Linked DNA regions of Rattus norvegicus: regions 2, 3 and 4 are each linked to region 1. A link is a contact called in public Hi-C and HiChIP or PLAC-seq data. All regions are on one chromosome and are shown on one strand. Each heading gives the region's core, a stretch centred on a gene start, on an enhancer-like site or on the middle of the called end of the contact. The rest is flanking DNA. Distances are from core to core; before and after follow the strand shown. Region 1 holds the start of Dll1 (delta like canonical Notch ligand 1). Region 2 has its middle 89 kb from the start of Ermard. Region 3 has its middle 150 kb from the start of Ermard. Region 4 overlaps LOC102550720 (a long non-coding RNA gene).

Region 1 (3,597 bases), core at 759-3,258:
GCAACATTAGCTCCAGTAATCACACCTCGGGATTCTAAAGAAGCTGCCTAGGTGTTGGGGGGTGGAGTAAGGAGGCCCCTCCAAAGATGGGAATACACAGCTAATTGTATGCTCAACCCAAAGCTAGGTGCTAAGTCAGAGTCTATACCTCCATTGACTTTTCTCTGGAGCTTGTAACCAGGGGAGCAGTTTAGGTAATTCATTGTGATACGTGCGTCCTGGGCCCTCCCAATAAACTCATTTCCCTTTAAAAAATGAAAACAAAAGTTCTAATGTCTGATGGATGTGTAAAAACCTAATAAGGTGACGGTTGTGTAAAGGTTATGTGTTGGGGGGTGAGGTGGGGGGAGTCTTTCAAACATGTGCCGGACATTGTCGCAGAGGCCGCGGCGTGCGCGGAGGGGGAGCTCTTTCTCTCCGCATTGTGCGGAGAGCAGGTGCTGTCTGCATTACCATACAGCTGAGCGCACAAAGAGCCACTGATTCAGCTTCGCACAATAACAGACTGCCTTAATGACAGCCACGCGAACGACACACACCAAACTCACTTTTTACCAAGCCGAGGGAGGCCTGAGGGGAGTACCCAGGAGAGTGGGACCGGACCCCAGTGAAGGTTGTGGTGGTTGAAAATCTCCGGGGAGAGGGTGTGTACACTGTGGAAGGGTTCGCTTAGCTTTTGGCTCTGCTGGCTTAGGGAATACACTGCCCGGAGCCGAATTCCCCATTTCCAGTGATCGTGGACAACACGGAGACACTAGGGCTCTGGGACACTGCGGTCTCTGGGGGTGCCCGGCCGGGGTCGCGAGCCCATTGGCACTCTTCAAGGCTCAGTTGCCACCCTCGACCAGAGGTATAAAGCGTGCCTAACCTCCCCCAAACTTCCCAAAACTGCCGCGGCGTTCTCGCCACCCTTTGCCCACCTCTTCAGGGGTCCCTTTCCTACCGGGCACCCCGCCCCCCGCCGCCTCCGGGAGACTCCTCCTTAGAAAGAGCCTGCCAGGGAGGAGGGGCAGCAGCGGGGACGCGGGCCTCTAACCTCTCCCCGGTTCCTCAGTCCCCAGGACTGAACAAACGAGGAGAGCCTTGGCTGCCAGTGTTGGAGACGCCAGAGTCCGGAGGCCGCGTCCTGCGAGCGAGTCTAACGGTGACCGCGAGTGGGAGGCGCAGGCCGCCCAGCGTGCCTAGGGTCTTCGGGCCTGTGGCGGTGGGGCGGTGGGCGACGCGGCCTCAGCTCCAGCTCCGGGAGCAGAGCGGTTCGTCTCCCCGAACGTTTTGCAGGAATGTAAATGAGCGGGTTTTGCGCTGGGGGAGGGAGGCGAAGGGGCGAGGGCGGAGGCAGAGAGGACTAGGGGGCGGGGAGGTGGGGGCGGGGAGGAGGGTTGCACATTTTACAGCTCACTGACCATTTGGCGATCCATTGAGAGGAGGGTTTGGAAAAGTGGCTCCTTTGTGACAGCTCTCGCCAGATTGGGGGGCTGCTCATTTGCATCTCATTAGTTATGCGAGCGGCCGGCGGGATTTAAGGGTGGCAGGCGCCAGCCCCGGCCAGATCCTCCGGCGTGCACCCGCGGTTACCCTGTCTGACCAAGGCAGGTCACGGGAGAGCACCGGTGCGGCACGGAGCCTCCCACGCTTCGGCCTCCGGTCCTGGGTGTGTGTGTTCTCGCATGGCATTGGCTGAATTCTTGAGGAAGACGCGAGGCTTTGCGATAGTGGAAGAGATACCGGTCTAGAACACTCTGGGAGCGGCAGCCGCCGCCGAGTGACGCCCGGCCGGGAAACCAGGGCGCGCGCCGCAGTCCTTGCCACCACCTCCAGCCCGTTCCCACCGTGCCCCTCGGGGCCCCGGATTATCGCCTCACCGGTGGGATTTCCAGACAGCCGCTCTCTAATAGGCCTGCGAAGGAAGCCACTGCAAGCTCTCTTGGGAATTAAGCTGAACATCTGGGCTCTCTTCCCTCTGTGTCTTCTCTCCTTTCTCCTCTTTCCCTCCGCGAAGAAGCTTAAGACAAAACCAGAAAGCAGGCGACCCTCACTTACCCGTGGACTGGAAGCCAGAAGAAGAGGAAACCGAAAGTTGTCCTTTCTCAGTGCCTCGCAGAGCTCTTGTCAGGGACATAGCTGTAGCACCGCACCCTCCTGAAGCGACCTGGCCCGATATCACACCTGGAGCCGAGAGGCGCCTTTCCACCAGTGCTCCTCGGGTCACATAGACTTTCCGGGCATCCCTGGGTCTTTGAAGAAGAAAGAAAAGAGGATACTCTAGGAGAGCAAGGGCGTCCAGCGGTACCATGGGCCGTCGGAGCGCGCTAGCCCTTGCCGTGGTCTCAGCCCTGCTGTGCCAGGTAGGGGGCCGGGCGGGGCTGCTGCGCGGTGGAGGGAGGGGAGTCGGACAAGCGGATCAGCTGTCCATCCCCAAGTGACTCCCGCAGCGATGACCCCGAGAGCTGCCCGGCAGCGGGCGGCTCCGGATGGGCGCTGAGGTGCGCTCGGCCTCTGCGTCCTAGCAAGGGCCCGCGCGCCCCGGGTCCCTCCGCCGCCGGCGCGTCCTCACGCCCCTTCCCCGCGCAGGTCTGGAGCTCTGGCGTATTTGAGCTGAAGCTGCAGGAGTTCGTCAACAAGAAGGGGCTGCTGGGGAACCGCAACTGCTGCCGCGGGGGCTCTGGCCCGCCGTGCGCCTGCAGGACCTTCTTTCGCGTATGCCTCAAGCATTACCAGGCCAGCGTGTCCCCGGAGCCACCCTGCACCTACGGCAGTGCGGTCACGCCAGTGCTGGGTGTCGACTCCTTCAGCCTGCCTGATGGCGCAGGCATCGACCCCGCCTTCAGCAACCCCATCCGATTCCCCTTCGGATTCACCTGGCCAGTGAGTGGGCACCTGCGCGCACTCCGCTGGGCCTGGCCGGGTAGGGGTGGCGGGCTGGTGGCTGGCAGTGGGAGGGAGGCACGGGCCACTGATAAGGGTTGGGAAATCCCACAAAGCCACGCCTGGGGTCTTGACTTCTTTCTGGGAACTGGCCGGCAGTTGAGGAGGGGATGTGGGACACCAGAAGCTTTTGCAAGCCCGGGGCATTTCTCACAAACCTCAAGGGTCGAATGCTTCCCCCACCCCCCCCAAAGTTGGGAGAGTTCTTGTTCCCTAGCTCCTAGGCCTGGGTTGGGTCGCTCCCAGTGCTGCGACTGCTCGCTACCCTCGAGGTTCTATCCCCAGAAAACTAATGACAGCTGCCCTCTTCTAGCACCCCACCTTGTTGGTTTCAGTACTCTCTCTTAAAAAAAAAAAAAAACACCACAATATCCTGTATTAACATTTTTTAAAAAACCCACACTCATGGGAAAAACACTCTTTAAAATTTTCCTATTAAGGAAACTGATATGAGTTGACCTTCATTGGCACAATCCAGAGATCTGAGAGCCTCTGTACTTGGTTCCCTTTAATGCCTCTCCTCCAACTCCTCCTCCTCCCCCTCCTAGTCCTCCAACTCCTCCTCCTCCCTCCCCCCCTCCATACTTCTGGTTTATCAAGCATCCTCTCCCTTTTTCCTAGGGTACCTTCTCTCTGATCATTGAAGCCCTCCACACAGATTCTCCTGACGAC
Region 2 (3,597 bases), core at 496-2,995, 250 kb after region 1:
GCAAGAAGCAAATTAAGCCTAGTACTGTACATCTAGCCAACTTTACTACCCAGGGCTAACGAATTCACGGATCTTGGAGGAGAACCTACAACTACCAATTTATTAAAGCAGCATAGTCCCCAACTATATTCTAAACATTTGTCTATAGACGCATGGATAAGTAGAGTCCTCACCCTTCTTCAAAGAAATTTCCCTTTGGAACCGATGGAGACTATTACAGAAAAGCATAACCAATCAAAATGCAGAGTTGTTGAGCCCCATCCCGATGGAGACACCCACAGGACACTCCCACACCTAAGGCTCAGGGGACATTTGTAGAAGAGGGGATGCAAAGATTGTAAGAGGCAGAGGACCAGGGAGTTTGCTATGAGATTATGTCTCCTAATAACATCAGAAAGCTACTCCTGCAGTCTCACCAATGAGACTACCTAACCATGAGCTGAACAAGAATAACAAATCATATTCCAAAGGGAAAGCCTGGGAGGCCTCAACCCCACACGAACAACTGCAGGCAACTAAGGAGGGCTGAGAGTTGGGGGAAAGTCTTCCCCAGGGAGGGGCGTGCCAACTGCTTATCCAATACCAAACGGTCAGCCCTGAGAACATACACACGTGACGTTATACAGACTGACGTTATAAACGGGCTATGTTTATAAATAAATTTATTATATATTTTATGTATATCTCCATGTAACAACTAATGAGACTAGGACATGAATTTGAAAGAGAGAAAGGAGGGGCTGAAAAAGGAGGGGATAAAAAGGAAGGGATAAATGACATTATTGTATCATGATCTCAAAAGTAAAAGAAAAAAGGAAAAAAGCAAAGATTTTTTTTAATAGTGCTGAAAACTGTGAACCACAGGGATGGGAAATCTGAAAAAAAAAAAAAAAAAAAACCAAACTACAACCAAGATGCAGAAACTGTAATGTTCTGTTGACTGGTATAAGGACCCTGAGCAAACTGGAGGAGGAGGCACTGGAGGGACTCCTGTCTGTAAAAGCAAACCTTAGCATTATGGTGACGGCCTTCTTAAATAGGTCTAAGGGTTACGAAGTTCTGATCCAAGTTCCAGCAGGCTGTCTCACAAAAATTAGAAAAACAGTCCTCCAGCTTGCCTGGAAGAGTGAAATGACACACATTTTTAATATTCTGGATGTAAGGTTGACTGCATGATGGCCCAGGGATAGGCACCAGAGCAGAGGGACAAAGACAGATACGAGTGTTCAGCAACTCCATAGGTGAGGTGCCCCCGTCACTCACTACCTGTCCCATGTATTGGCCACAGAGAGGTCCAGTCCCTGAGTGACAAAAGGCCTTAGAATTGAGGGAATAAGGTAGATTATGAATTCCGCATTTTCACGAGCCTGTGGGCTCACACTGCTAGAAGCCACTCTGACCTGTGAGGGATGCTCACAGGAACCAGAAGACTCGGCTCCTGCTGCCAGACAGCTGAAACTGTGAGCTGAAGCTTCCCATTAATCAGAGAAGAACGTGGTCTCAGTGTGAAATGGGTCAACCAGTCTCCACCACAGAGAAGGCATGTTTCGAGCCACAGTTCTGGGCCCTGGGTCCTCAGCAGCCTCTCTCACAGTTCCCACCGTGCAAGTGCCCAACACTGCGGCTGCTCTCTGTGGCTTTGCAGGTGCAGTGAGTTTGTGCACCCTCAGTGCCAGCCAGGAGCTTCCAGGCCTGACCCCCTCCCTTCCTGGTGCTGGCATAGTGTCAGCTCCCCGCTGTTTCCTGCCTCCCTCCTGTTAGGAAACCAGTCTCACCCAAAGGCAGTGACCTCACTCTGTCCGGGCACCACCATTACCTTGGCAGAGAACCCTCTCCTTTGACATTGTCTTTATCACAGCAGGCAGAGGGGGAGGGACCCTCAAGTTCCCTTCCTTCCCCACTCCCCACCCTGTCCTCACAGTCACCAGCCACAATGTAGATGGCAGCAACAGCTCTGACTCATTCTCTTGGTCCCCACCCTCCAGCCGCCTCTCCTAACCCACACCAGGCCCAACAACCCCAGTACCTCTTACTCAATTTCCCATGAAAAAAAATGCAACCTGGTAACCTCCAATCCTGATACAAGGGAGCTGCCTTTCCTACACTTCAATTCAACCTCATTGCCATACCCTATGTACACACACACACACACACACACACACACACACACACACACACACACACTCTATGGCCTCCACTGAGATTTGCTCATTGGGGCATCTAAACATGTCAGTATTACAGAGGTCACAGAGGAAAAGCATGGAAAACAATGTGGTTTGTGTGTGTATGTGTGTGCATGTGTGTGTGTGTGTGTGTGTGAATCTGCATAGGTGAGTACATGTATGTATATGTGTGTAGTTTGCCTGTGTGATGTATTTGCATAAGATTTCATGCACGTCTGTGTATGCAGGTAAATGCACTGTACCCGTGTCTTTGTATGCTTATGTCCATGTGCATGCCTGTGTGTATGTAAACCTGCATGTGCAAGTGAAGCATTTCTTCTAGGTACTGAGAAGTGGCCATTCTCTCCTTTTCGGCAGCAGGACTCACCACAAGTCCTGGGGTGAGGATGGGGGACTCCTTGGAAGACAGACATGCTCCAAGGATGAAGCCTAAGGGAAGTTGCAAGTTGCCTGGACGAGCCAGGCTGTGAACTGTATATTCAGTTCTCAGGCTTACTTGGGCAAGGGCTGGGTCCCTGTTGCATGTGATGAAGGGGCTGGCAGTCATTTAGACCACCAATGACCAGAGTATGGGCTTCCTTTCCTTCTTCCCTCCCTCCCTCCCTCCCTCCCTCCCTCCCTCCCTCCCTCCCTCCCTCCCTTCCTTTTTCTGAATGAGGCAAATACAAAATATCAATGTCTTATATATTCATTGCTAACAAGCCCAGCTGGATGTTTCTGATCCCTTAGGTTCCACCATCCCACATGCACTGGCTTCTCGTTCTCTAGTCCTGAACACTTCCCTCCCAAAGGAAGTTGTCCCCTGACTGCCCCCGTGCACTGCCCAGGAAAGTGTCCAGCACACAGAATGGGCCCAAAGTGAGCCAGGAGTAGCTGAGTGTGCACCCAGGGTCTTGTAGTTCCAGCTTAGGTCTTTTGTTCCCCAGGTTGGGAAACAACCACTTTCCCACCACAGTCCCCCGCAGACGCCTGCGTCACGAGATGCTCAGGCCGTGGCTGCTGAGGTCCCTGCTCTCGCTGCAGCATTCACCATACTTTTCCATTCAACAGTTTCTCGGGTTTCTCCCCGCCCAGCACAGGATGACCAGAAGAAGCCCTGAGTGAGGCAGATCACATCAAAGAGTATTTGTCTTGGTTTGTGGCCTGTTTGGGTCAACACCAAGATAAACTGCACTTTGGCCTGAGCTGATAGCAAACAACTGTATCTTAGTCACTTCTGCTGAGGGATGCAGTGTGTTCAGAGTGGGGCTTGCCTGCCTGCTCTTAATCAGCGCGTCGTTGACTGAGGCTTGATCCCAGAATAACTGTGTCACTGGACGTGGTGTCACAAACACTGCGTCACAGTGTTGATGGGTGGTTTTCATGCCGTGTGCTCAGTATGAGTTGGGCAGGCTTTCTGCCTGCCATACTGTGT
Region 3 (3,597 bases), core at 679-3,178, 180 kb after region 1:
GGATCAATTGATGTCTCATCTGTTTTTAATGCCACAACATAAATAAAACTCAATGCACTTCAGCATGCTACTCCAAAGGAGGGCATTTTTCCAGGCTCTGTAGGAGACCTCTGTCCACCAGCAGTCCACCCACAGAATTCAGTTTGTGCTCGTGGTGCAGAGCTCCTCAGGGGCTATGAGAGGCTGCTGCTGCCAGGAGTTTAGGAAGTATGGAGAGGCTCTGGAGAGACTCGTTAGGAGGTTCCACATAACGGGCTGATTCTTTAGGAATACAGGGGGTGCCTGTCCCTGGTCTAATCTCCTCACAGGCCCAGCTTCTTTGCTACAACCCCAGCTAAGCCAGTGCTACGGGACACTCTCACACTCTGCTTCTGCTGTGTAGCCTGGATGGCTTCTTGGTTCTCTACTCAGGTAGAAGGATAGAAGCCATTGGTAGACCGTGGCTTGGCTCTCTCTGGGTTTGTAGCTCCCACTGGCAAATTAGCTGAGCTCAGCATAGTTTCTATGACCTTGAGCACAGTGCCCTTCTGACCTAGGCTAACCTGAGAAATTGCCATTTTGCCCTCAGAGTCCATGTGGGCAGGAGCTTGACATACACACCCTCTCTGGAAAAGGTAGTAGCAGACAGCTCTGTCACAAAGGAAGTATCTATTGGTCAACCAACTTTTCTCCATTTGAAAAGGTGCCGTTGGGAGTTGGTCTCAACTGCCAGATCTCATCTTGTTGGCTTCCCTCTCCTACAGAGCCAGGAAGGGGGTCCCAATCAGTCTGGGCTGTGAAGGAGTAGAGAGGGCCATACAGGTATTTATTCATTTACTTTGACTGAGGAAAAGAAAGACGATGTATGCAGGCAAGATGTGCTCACCTTGCATAGGGTAAGGGCTGACTCTAGACAAAACTGGACCAGCACAGCATCCTCAGATCAGCTCGCCCAGGCCCTGTATAATGTCCTATTTGCCTTGCATCCCACAGCCTGTGAGTAATCCAACTTTGAGCATGCCACTCATCAACTAGAAGGGTGTGGATTGCTCTGATGATGGTCACTCTGGATGTCTCAAGATGGCTTTTGACCAACAAGGCAGGAAAGTCAGTGAGAACTGTGAATTCTATATCATACAGAGTATCCCACAGCCCCTCAATTCTTCCCAGCTCACCAGGTTGCTCCTGAGACCAGGAGTCTTGCTTCTTCCAAGTGCCCATGTAGCTAGGTAGACAGAGAGCCTCTAAACACAGGGCATTCACCTCCTTTGTTCCCTTAACAGGGTGAATCCTGAACCAGTAAGAAAGCTGGTGGATGTAGGTCATTCGAACCTGACAGAAATGCCAGCCATGGATCTGGCGTCCTGCGCTGAGGGGAGTAGCCTTCAGTTTGGTGATAGTATTCCAGAAGAGAGTAGCCCATGCCCTGGCAGAATTGGTCCTGTGGTTAGCATGCCATATCTGGAGAGGATGTGATACTAGTGACATCCAAAGAATCTGCTCATGTCAGGGACACTGAGAGTAAACTGATGTGGGGAGGGCCACTCAGAGGTAAGGGCCATCATGGCCCAATGGACAGATTTTGAATAAGAGATCGACACTGAAGATCCCAAGGACTATTGGACTTCAGGGCTGCCAGACTCCTGGACTATGGAACTCCAGGATTATAAAAATCCAGGACTGTGGGAACCCCAAGACAAAGGGCCCCAGGACTATGGGAACTCCAAGCCTGTGAGATCCCATGACTGTGGAACCCTGTTGATCTCAGTAGCTGGCAAGGGTCTGGATCCTGAGGATGCTGTAAGCTGTTCAGCTCTTGTGTTGTTGCCGTGTATTGACGTCTGGTTCCAGGGCCTCTCTGGGAGTGAGGACAGCCTGTGTGTCAGGTCATGCATGAGCTTCTTGGCTCCCTAATTTGCCCTCTTCTTTAAGCCACACTACCCGTGTGGAGCTAAAGAGACCTCTGTGTACAGCCAGCTGAGAAGAGCAGGTGATACAAACAAAAGACCTGGGCCAGTGGATGGCACAGGGCCATGGTTCCAATGCATGGCATAGGGCCCTGGTGCCTTGGTGGCCTCAGCATTTAGAGCTATGGTCTCAGGCCTGGGGCTGCCCTGGATCAGAGCAAAGCTGTAACTTAGGGCTTGGCTGCCTTTGGAAGGAGCTTTCTGGCCTTCCCTCCCGAAGCTGCCTCCTTCATCAATGCTGTCTTTGTCAGTCCTCCCCAGGCCTCGGGCTGCCATGGAAACGGCTGGTCTGGTGCTCTGTCCACAGCTCCCACATCTCTTCATAGGGAAATGAGGTAATGGTCCACATAGGTGCTTCCCTGATGTGTTCTTGACAACCTGCTAAATGTCACCACAGAAGGTAGGTACAACCTCTTCTAGAGCTCATCCCCAATGTCTCCTTCTGGGGTTCTTGTGCTGCAGGTATCGATGGTTAAGAAAGAGAGCTCTTCTTTCTCATACCTACCGGCTACACGAATCCCAGCTGCGATGCAGATCCTGCCCAGTGTGGGCAAAAGGAGAGAGTCATGGGGTGGCTGGGCAGGGACTTGTGAAGTACAGGTTTTACTTCTCAGGCTAAGAGAAAGACTCATGCGCTTGCTCTCTCTTTCAACAACTATCCGGTCTAAAGACTAGGATTTTGCCCCCTATGTATAGGTGAGAGGAAGGCATTTTGATGCGTCCTGAGATAAAATAAACACCTAAGCTCCCCTTCCCGCCAAGCTATGTGTCACAGGCTCAGACTGTCTTTGTCTGTTTTGTTGTTTTGTTTTCTTTGAGCCTTTGCTTCCCCTGAATGACTGTAACTGTGACATTCTTAGAACACAAGGTCGACGCCACAGCACTTAGGCTGAAGTTCAGTAGCCTGTCCCACGTGTGACCTCAGCAAGCTCCTCACTACACATGTAGGCTCACAGAGCTGCAGTCTAATGCCTGGTTTCTACCCTACCCAAAAGAAGCCCGAGGCAGTGTTCAGCCAAAGGTCCTGATCTAAATGGCGTAGCAGGAGTGGTGCAGGCCAGTCTGCAAGCTAAGGGATATGTGGGTGGTATGCAGGGAGGAGCTCAAGCCTGGATGTTTATACTGCAGAATGCCAGGGACACGTGTTGCCCTAGTGTCACCGGGTCACGGGGGGCCACAAAAGGTCTTTTCACTTGTGTCTGGTGAGTGTGGAGGTCAAGTCTTAGGGAAGGACAGTTGCCTTCCAGCAGCCTGAGGTGAGTGAGCTCTCATGTCTGCCTTAGTATATCAACTGCTCACAGCTCTAGTGGTCGGACATTAGCATTGATGACAGTGACAGCCACTGACAGCCATCCCAGTTATGTGCATGTGAGGGTGGAGAGAGTCACATTCAGATGAGGACGCTGAGAATAAGAGAGCTTGCAGGAACTACCCGTCATTGGTCAGTAATAGCAGCCACTCTTGTGGGAGTAGGATCCAGCTTTACTTGACCTGAGTCTACCGAGATTTAGTCTAGGTGTCCTCTGCAACAGGGTGACTGCAGGTCTCTTCACACACTTCTGGAAGGCTCAGAAGTAACAGACATCACTGAATGGAGACAGGCCTCTGTGGAGAGCTCTGGATGAACAGGAAATGTGCTGGCAGAGCTCAG
Region 4 (3,597 bases), core at 606-3,105, 160 kb after region 1:
GTCACTTGGTCTCTGACCCTAAGGACAGCCATGGTTCTGGGGACAGCAGAGGACCAAAGGAGGTTTGAGGCCCATGTTTTCAGCACTGAATCAGACATGGAGCATGGCAGCTCACTGTCTCCTTTCCCTCTGTCTCTGTCTCTGAATGTCTGTCTGTCTCTCTGATTCTTTGTTTATCTCTTTCTGTCTTGGTCTATGATTATCTCTCTGTCTCTCTCCTTGTCTCTCTGTCTCTATTTCTGCCTGTCTCTATCTCTCCACTTATTTCTCTTTCTTCTTCTATTTCCCCTGTCTCTGTCTTTGCGTATCTCTCTTCCCGTCTGTCTCTCTCTCTCCTTTGTCTCTGTTTCAGTCTCTGTCTGCATTGTCTTTTATCTGCCTATTTTTGGCTCTGTCTTGCTTCCTGTCTTCGTCTCCATCGCTGTCTGTTCTTCTGTCTGCTCCTCATTTGTGAGTCAGCAGGAGGATGACCAGCAGGGAGTCCTGGAGGGTCTGGACTTATAGCTGCCTTTGGGTTCTATGACTCCCCTGCCTTTACCTGCCCTTTCGTTCAGTGCGTCTATATTTCACTCACATGGGATTGGTTGCTTATCCTGATAACAACCTGTAACCAACTTCTGAACTGACAGAGGAGAAAACTTACTGATTTGACTTGTGCAGGACCAATTTCTGTTTCCATCTGGGTCCGCTGCAAGTGTCGCCTAGGGCAACAACTGGGTGGACACTAGCTCTATGGAGAGTAGAATTTCTTGTTCTTTCAACCCCATCTGCAGACTATAAGCAACTCTTAGAGCTGAGACACAGAAGCCATTTGGTTGGAGTAGGAAAAGAATGGAGTAATGAGCGTCTAGTTGTCTCCCCAGAAAGACATTGATTCCAGTGTCCGTTGTAGGCAAGGACTGCTGGTGAAGGGTCTTTACCTAACACAATATGTGCTTGCTATATCCAGATACTACCTTCCCCTCCCATGTACCTGCTGGCAGAGGCCTGGCCACTTGTGGACAATCTCCCATGGCTCTCTACCTACTCATCTCTGAAGACCCTTTAAATTAGAAGACCCAAGGAGAGACCTGGCTATGATTGGAACATGCAGCAGATGGTACGAGTTTTGGAGCTGGCTGGGGATATGAATTGTGACCTGTGCCACAAGGAATATCCACGCGACAGCTTCGTGTGTTGCTCACCCTTGAGTGTTCAGGACAGAAACTAGTTCTCAGCTACCACGTGTTGGAATACAGATGTCGCTGACATAGTAGCTCCCTGTGTGGAGCCAACAAGAGTTGGCCAGTGGAGATGTGCCATCGAGGATTACTGAAGTGCTCTGAAGTGCCTCAGGCTATTTTCATCACCAGCCTGTGACCCATCTGTCCTGTCTCCCAGGCACATGAACACACCTGACAAGCCCCTGTCCCTTCATGTACCTACCTGAGTACTTCCACCAGAGCAGGCAGGCCCAGGGGCAGGTGTTTGGCACTGGGTGCCGCTGTGGAATTTGCTCTATAGAGATGACTCAGCATCCAAGCATGTGCGGCCCAGTGCCAAAGGCCCATGGCAGGGATGTGGGCTGCCTGGGCAGGTTCCACTGGTCCAGGCATTACTGAGAATGTTCTACCAGGTTCTCTGAATGTGTCTTGGCACTGGATCTGGTCTCCAAGTGAAGAGCCCCCAAATCCATTCCAAGGCTTCATCTGAGCAACTTCTCTCCATAGCCCCAGGTTATTCCCGCTCCCCACTGCTTCTGTGTCCCCCCTCCACTATCCATCACTGCCTGGCTTGGGACATCCAAGGTCTCAAAGTCAGAGAAGCAATTCCCAAAACACAGGAAACATGATTTGTCACCGCTTCTGAGTACCAGAGTGCTTCTTAGAGGTCTTGCTGGACCGGGCTAAGCATCACTGACTTCCCTCCCTGCCTAGCCAGAGGCCCATGGCTTCGTGCTGAGTCAAGACTTGTGGCATTATGACTAAGTTAGCTACTTTTCTGTTGTGATAAAATACCATGACCAAAGCAACTTAGAAGAAAGCATTTAATTGGGATTATGGTTCCAGACAAACAGATACACCCAGAGAGTTGACTTTTCGGTGATTCTAGAGCATATCAAGTTGACTCAACAGATGAGTGTTTTATAGGGAAAGGGGTTGAACTAAGCCTGAATTCCATATCAGGGTGTACTTCACAGCAAAGGCCATGAACAAAACCTGGATCCCACATCACAACAGAGAGGGATGGCAGGAGCCTGGATCCTACATCATTGCAGAAAGGGATGCCAGGAGCCTGGACCCCAGTAATCAGTGTGCTGTTCTCTGCAGCTTCAATCTTTCTTGGAGAGGGAGAAGAAGCACCTGGATACAGACCACTACCCCCTGCACCTATAATACACTCTCAGGTCACCCTATGACCCTATGGGTCCCTTTAACATCACTATGGACTCATCCTCCGAGGTCACTGACAACACTGCAACTCCGGTGCAGGATGTTGAGGCAAAGAGGGACCGGGGTAGGGGCTGCCTTTTGAGGATGGAACTGTTTACTTCCCACAGAAAACAGGACCCTTGGGACCCTTTTCTACACTCTATAATATGAAGGGCCCTCATGCATTTTCAGTATTTCTATCTCTGTCTCCCAGTATAACTTAACTTACTATCTCAAAATACAATGGCATGCAAAGGCGTTCTTTTAACCAACAGTAATGAAATAGCATGTGTCTGTATTTATGGGCTTATCCTCACTGCTACCATCAACATCATCTTTGGATATAAAAACATTAAGCTGGGCTGTGGTGCCACATGCCTGTCATCCTAGCTCTTTGGAGGCAGAGACAGGCAGATCTCTGTTTAAGGCCATCCTGGTATAGAGAATGTTCCGGAACAGTCAAGGCTACACAGAGAAACCCTGTCTCAAAAACAAAACAAAACAAAAAAGGACAAAAAAAATTTAACTAACATAGTCTGTGCACATATTTAAAATATGTGACAAAAACAAAAAACCTCCAAAATAAAAAAAAAAAACACCAAAAATAAAATAATAAAACCTCCTGTCCATGTACCTCATTTTTGTACACTGGAGAGATACTAGCAGAAACACGTACCCACGTGCTCATGTACTTACATACTTACACACACAACACACATGTACTCATGTAAACACAATGCATTTACACTAACATTCATATTCTACACACACTTAGATCTATCTACTTAGGTAACCCTCACACTCTCAAACACATGCATCCATACACACACTCACACTCATGTTCAGCTCACTCACAATCACTCGAGCACACTTTGAACACGCCTTCACACTCACCCCTTCTCACTCACTTGCGCTCACGTGCGTCTGTGAATGAATACTCACTCACCACGTACTGTAATATCACACCAAATCATAAGGCTGGGACTGCAGAAATGGCTCCTGACTTCACAAACATTGTCATCTCCCTCACGGACTGATAGTTCATAGAGCAGCTTTTAAATAGTACAGCCTCCATTGATAACTAGAGGAAGGGAAGAAGAAGAGGAGAAAGGAGAGCAGGACAGATCAAGTCAGAACCTAACTTTCTCTGACGCAATTTGTGGTGCAGCCTGGGGCTGCTGTGTCA

Evidence for each region. Hi-C and Micro-C count contacts between places; a contact is called where the count stands out from the background. HiChIP or PLAC-seq counts read pairs in DNA pulled down with a chosen protein or histone mark.
Region 2: a contact with region 1 is called in a Hi-C map of liver, with 7 times the contacts expected there. The contact joins the enhancer-like site here to the promoter of Dll1 in region 1. A contact is called at or near these places in 2 of 12 Hi-C or Micro-C datasets (kidney and liver).
Region 3: an H3K27ac HiChIP or PLAC-seq map of oligodendrocytes shows a contact between it and region 1, with 9 times the contacts expected there. The contact joins the enhancer-like site here to the promoter of Dll1 in region 1. A contact is called at or near these places in 5 of 12 Hi-C or Micro-C datasets (the Rat2 cell line, frontal cortex, kidney and 2 more) and 1 of 1 datasets of contacts at active chromatin or transcription factors (oligodendrocytes).
Region 4: a contact with region 1 is called in a Hi-C map of mammary epithelial cells, with 2.1 times the contacts expected there. The contact joins the enhancer-like site here to the promoter of Dll1 in region 1. A contact is called at or near these places in 3 of 12 Hi-C or Micro-C datasets (the A7r5 cell line, frontal cortex and mammary epithelial cells).

The regions. Positions count from the first base shown.
Region 1 is chr1:64,991,685-64,995,281 of GRCr8, reverse strand. It overlaps Dll1 (delta like canonical Notch ligand 1), which reads left to right and starts at 2,008. Exons shown (of 11, transcript NM_032063.3): 1 at 2,008-2,345; 2 at 2,572-2,865; 3 at 3,547-3,597. The coding sequence starts at 2,292. It also overlaps a transcript of Fam120b not described here.
Region 2 is chr1:64,744,184-64,747,780 of GRCr8, reverse strand. No RefSeq gene overlaps it. Among named protein-coding and RNA genes, the nearest start is that of Ermard, 89 kb to the right of the region's middle. Within about 2 kb of position 1,745, at least 11 of the 93 cell types and tissues checked have an H3K27ac peak or open chromatin away from gene starts, as enhancers often do. A contact at or near this core is called in liver, where this site is marked.
Region 3 is chr1:64,809,407-64,813,003 of GRCr8, reverse strand. No RefSeq gene overlaps it. Among named protein-coding and RNA genes, the nearest start is that of Ermard, 150 kb to the right of the region's middle. Within about 2 kb of position 1,928, at least 21 of the 93 cell types and tissues checked have an H3K27ac peak or open chromatin away from gene starts, as enhancers often do.
Region 4 is chr1:64,832,294-64,835,890 of GRCr8, reverse strand. It overlaps LOC102550720 (a long non-coding RNA gene), which reads left to right. Exons shown (of 3, transcript XR_350072.5): 3 at 950-3,597. All of the region lies in intron 1 of LOC134485093 (a long non-coding RNA gene), which reads right to left. Among named protein-coding and RNA genes, the nearest start is that of Dll1, 160 kb to the left of the region's middle. Within about 2 kb of position 1,855, at least 4 of the 93 cell types and tissues checked have an H3K27ac peak or open chromatin away from gene starts, as enhancers often do.